2 separate regions of the Gossypium hirsutum genome follow, and region 1 is linked to region 2. A link is a contact called in public Hi-C data. All regions are on one chromosome and are shown on one strand. The core of a region is the stretch at or near the end of the contact, and the rest is flanking DNA. Distances in the headings are between cores, read along the strand shown.

The links. Hi-C and Micro-C count contacts between places; a contact is called where the count stands out from the background.
Region 1: a Hi-C map of leaf shows a contact between it and region 2, with 2.6 times the contacts expected there. The contact joins the promoter of LOC121221139 here to the enhancer-like site in region 2. A contact is called at or near these places in 2 of 34 Hi-C or Micro-C datasets (callus and leaf).

The regions. Positions count from the first base shown.
Region 1 is chrD09:13,666,306-13,669,005 of Gossypium_hirsutum_v2.1, reverse strand. It overlaps LOC121221139 (transcription factor TCP20), which reads right to left and starts at 1,266. Exons shown (of 4, transcript XM_041101688.1): 1 at 902-1,266; 2 at 1-807. The coding sequence starts at 923.
Region 2 is chrD09:13,401,708-13,404,407 of Gossypium_hirsutum_v2.1, reverse strand. No RefSeq gene overlaps it. Among protein-coding and RNA genes, the nearest start is that of LOC121221428, 38 kb to the right of the region's middle. Within about 2 kb of position 1,312, at least 3 of the 9 cell types and tissues checked have an H3K27ac peak or open chromatin away from gene starts, as enhancers often do. A contact at or near this core is called in leaf, where this site is marked.

The DNA of each region.
Region 1 (2,700 bases), core at 17-2,516, 260 kb before region 2:
GCCCCATTTGTTGATAAATTTGGCTTAAGGCTTGATGATTTAGAACCCCAATATGACCATCTTGAGACAACCCAAGTTCCAAACCAGGGAGTTGCTGGTTAGCCGCACCTAAGATTGAGGTGAAGCTCATCTGACCAATATTAGTAGCTGGCAAATCAAAACCAGGAATCCCGATTTTTTGCAGATAAATAGAACTTTCAGTGCCTAAATTGGTTGTAGATGGACCAGATGATGTCTGAAACCCATAACCACTGACTGAGGGCCATAACCCTGTTGCTACATGATGGGGTCTCCCCAAATTGTTGGCACCAACCGTTGCCCAACTGGTCCTACTGCTTCCAGACCCTATACTGGACCCCTCTAAGTCTTCCATCTTTTGGTGCAATCCAGCTGACAGAGAGGCCCCCTGATGAGAAACTGAGCCTCCAGCTGCTGCCAAAGCTGAAGCTGGTATGGTTCCGCTCCCCGTGGCGGCTATTATTGATGGTTCAGCTTGTTGTAACAGCCACTGTATGGTTTCCCCATCAGATTTGTGTCCCAATTCTCTGGTCAACTGAAAGATTCTAGCTGCACATAAAGCAGGCATCCTTATTCTTCTACCTCTCCCTTCAACTTTAGTGTGCCTGTCTTTGTTAGAACTTCTCTTTGGAGCCAACTGTTGTTTCTTCCCTTCTTCTTTACTTGCAACAATCCGGAAACCCTTGCTTTCACCTGCTTTGTTCTCTCCCATGCTTTGATGAGGCTGTTGTTGGGGTTGTGGTGGCAAGCTCAAGAAGTTGGATACTTCAGCTGGTGGCTGCTTGGAGCCTTTGGGATCCATGAACAGGTAAAGGGGTGGTAAGGTGGGGGCAAAGCAAATTAAAGCCAAAAAAACTAAGTTTCTTAGATTGAAGAAGGTTACCTGAAAAGTCCTCCACTTTCATGAGTTTTTCACTGTTTTTGGCAAGGAATGTGAAAGACAAACTAGTAATATAATATTGAAATCCCAAAGCACACCCCCAAAATGTCAAAAATTTTATCTTGGTTTTACAACATGTCTTCCTACTTTCTCTCACTGTCCTTTCTTACTCTTTTTCTTACAGTAGTGAACGGGTTTTGACTAATACTTCTGATACGATAGTAACTTTAACTGCCCATTTCCATGATTGATGGCTGATTCTCTTAGCGTTCTCTTCACTTCGCCTTTACCTTTTACTTGCTACAATATTATTTCGGCAGGCATCATACTAATGGTTCCATCTCTTGTAAGAGATTTGATAACACTCTAGAATAATGTATTTTTATATCTTAATTATGTATTTATTCTGAGTATGATCCTGTTAATTTAAATTATTTATAATCTTTTATCTTATAGGGGCTAAATTTGAGGCAAAAGCAAAATTAAGGGCCAAAAGCCTGAATTTAGAAATAAAATGGGCCAATGTGCGACACAAGGAAAAGTTGATGCCAAAAGTGCAAGTATGGAGAACACAAGGGTTGAAATGCAAAAAGAAGAGATTTTATTCTATTAAACTCTATTTTAATTATATTAGGATAATTAATATTAAGATAATTATTAAGAATTATTTTTAAGATTTTATTTTATTTATTTTTATTTATCTTCAATTAAATGTATTTATCTTTTAGGAATTTAAATAGGTATCTCCCCTAGCACTATAAATAGGGGATGAAATAACTCAAAAGAGGAGGATCCTTTTCTGTAAACACTCTTTCTCCAAAAGTCTAGGCTTTTGTTCTTCTCATATTTCCTTTCAATAAAATCTCTATTTTTATTTTATTTATTTTCTTTTCTACCACAACCATGAGCCACTAAACCCATCTAGCCAAAGGTTGTCGAAAATCTCCAAAAGGGTTCATGAGGCTTAGAATCTGTACTTAGCCTTCTCAACGAGTATTCATCGTTTCTTCGCACTACGGGGCTGACGCTTCCATCCATATCCCTTAAGAAGTAAGCTTTTCAACGTATGCAAAGGCGACCGCTTCGTATGTTTTGGGAAGGTTGCACAGTCGGTTCGTTAGCTTACTGCGTCAGAGGTTGGCGAGCCCAAGAGACAAAATGGCGTGGGATTCGCCATTGAGAAGCGTTGATCTAGCATAAGATGATCTCATAGAAGCTATTGTTGGCTAGAGTCAGGTTCCACCAAATCGTAAGTCTAAATCCTTGGAGCTGGTGGTCGAGGCATCCTCTTCCACTATAACTGGCTTATTTGGTTTGGGAAGGATCATCTAAAAGTCGAGGATTGAACCCAAGGCGAAATGAGATAACTGGAGGCTAGAATCTCCCATAAGAATTTTCTTTCTCTCAACTCTATTTTTCTCGAATTTTTGATTCAATATTCCTAATTCTGTTTTTATTTTATTTTTCGTTTCCAGATCCAAACCTTTAATTCTTCTATTTTTTTTATTTTTTTCAGGAACGCAGGTTTTCTTAGGCAAGATTCTGCCTAGGATTTCACAGAACAAGATATTGTGCAAATCCAGTCCTTGAGGATTTGACCCTACTTCCCTTTTACTATTATTTTTCATTATTTATTACGAATAGGATATTTTTTGTGCTTTCAATGACCGCATTAAATTTTGGCATCGTTGCCGGGGATTGGCAACGTACTAATCTTGTTTTTTTGTTTCTTATGACCAGATCTGCTCCAGGTACTCTTTCGTTCGATTCAAAAATTGAGAAGACTGCTAGAGCTAATCGCA
Region 2 (2,700 bases), core at 63-2,562:
AAAAAATACTAGTATAAAAGTTGTTGCAGTCATTCAGAATGCTTAATTTAAAATTTAAAGAGGCTGTTTGAAAGACATTTCAGCATCCACAAAATTTTTAATTTGAAGGGTAAAAATGATAAAATGTTTCCTTCATATCCTTATTACATTATTTATAAATTGAAAACAGAATTATTTTAATATTTTTATTATGAAGACTGTATAATATTTATTTATTATATTGTGTATTGATTCACAATATATTTATACATAAATTGTTATAGTGATTTAATCTAGAAAGAAAATTAAGTAATTGTGTCGAGTTTTCATTTTTTATTATAAATTTATATAACTTTTTACATGTTAATAATTTATTATATATTTATTGACAGGTTTTTGTATTTGTGACGTGTTCATTTCATTGCATGACATTTTTAGTTATTTTACTGTTTGTTTTTAATGTTTTAATTTATTCCATAATTTGCATAATTTTTAATTTACCGTTTTAGAAATTGAATGATGATATATAACATATATTAATATAATTATTATATTTAAAGATTTAGTCAAGGCATCAAGAATACCAATCAAACTAATTAGTAGTAGACAAAAACAAGGATTATAAAAGACCTTAATCATAATAAACTTCTTTTGAGGGCTGATTTCTTTTAGTAAAGATCTCAAAGTTATGTTTATTTGAAGTCGACAAATCCTTCAATGGGCTGATGTTTTTCCTAAATCAAGTTAAGGTTGTCTTCCAACTTTGTCCAAAAACTGAATCAAATGTGGGATACACAGAGAGAGAGAGCACCTCATCAAATTGAAACGTGTGTGGCGTACAACCTCCTACTAGGGGCACATGAGTGTCGTGTGCATGGTTGGGCTTGAAACACTTGATAAAGTGGTAGTATGCCTTAGATGCTATTTAAGGGTTCACACCCTACCTTGTACTCAACGCTTCAATCCAACATGACGCTTCTACTCTGTGAATTCCCCGTTGGGAGACAAAAGCCCAACTCAACCCTAAGACAATACTGACCCATTGAGGAGTCTATTATTCTAGACAGATGACACTTCAGATGCTTCTCCAAAATGTATCAATATCCCTCTACAACTTCATACATATCGAACCATCTTACGAAGAAATAGATTCATCATTACTCTATTCAAATTTTCTCTTACAAACAACAATGAAATAACAGTGAAGACAAATTACAGAAAGGAGCCAAAGAAGAGCCTACCCTTTTTGTTGAGATTTTGGATCAACTAGTAAACATGTATGTGAATACCAATTGCCATGATCAAGATGGTGAATAAGCTGAAATAAATTATGGCGTGAACCAAGATGGCTATCCCACTTGTGCACATGTTGCCAAACTCTATCACCCTTGTCCTCGTTGGCAATTGGAACATCATCCCTGGCGACAAGAGGATAAACAAGACCACTGCAACAACGATTGGTCCCAATCTGCATTCGAAAGCAGACTCATTTCTCTTTCTTTGTCCAACTTCTCTTTCAATACCTTGTATTTTATGTAGGGCTTAGGGTTTTCTTGGTGGCGAAGAAGGGGATGATGTGCTGAACTTAGTCAAAGAAGATATATGGTATGCAAATGTTAGTGGGTTTGCTTTATGGAGAACGAAAGAAATTCTTTTGCTTCCATTAGCTTTTAATAATTATTTCATTTCAAGACTTCTTTTAGCCTCCTTTATTGCTTTATTAAAGATATTCATATGTGATATTAGAAATTATAAATAGAGATACAAATGCACGTGTAAAGTTGTGATCTTTGCTTTAAAATCTTATTTGCTAATTGTGACTGTAATATCCAAATGGATAGTTACGTCACGTTTGGATAATAAAATGCTAGAATCGTGGTGCGCTATGGTCAGTTTGAATTCAAAGATATTCTAAAAACTTCAATTAGGTTCCACCTTCAAATTTTATAGAAGATTCAAAGACCATAAAATTATTATATATATTTCTTTTAGTTTGTGTTTCGTAATAAAAATGGAAATTTTTTAAAACATATATATTTTCTCATTGTTTAATAGAGTTAAAAAATAAGAAAAAAATTTAAACCAAAATGCATGTATAATTTTGCACTAATTTAAAATTTTCTCATTTTATCTCCTCTTATCATTAAAATTTGTCATGATTTGGTTTATGCATTAGGATGAAAAATAGTCATCTCTTTTTTACATCCTTCTACTTTTTCACTCAACCAAGTAGGCTTGAAATTTTGTTGAAAAACATTGTTATTGAAATTGCTAAAATATTATTTTACCTAAAATTCTCAAAAATTTTTGATTTGTCGTAAGATATAAATTTGGAAGAGTTTGCTCTCGGTATAAGATCAAGAATTTTGATATATTTTTAATTTGTAAGAAGCGGGATGTCCTTAGAGTGATAAATTAATTTAACATTTTATTTTTAGAGTTTTTGACTTAATCGGGTAAGACTTTGAAGTGAGGGTAAAGTATTAATTTTGCCTGTCAAGAGTATTTGTGACAATTGGCATACATTAATCCTTAATTATTAAAGTTTCGTAAGGGAGAGTGGTGATAAGATGAGATTTAAGCTATTCCATCCATTATTTGATGTAGGCCATCTTAAAACTTGAATTTTTTTCATTTTTCCTTAGAATTTTAGAAATCACCAAAATAAGATAAAAAGGTTAACCCCCTCACTTTTTGTCACATCTTGCTTCCTTTAAATCC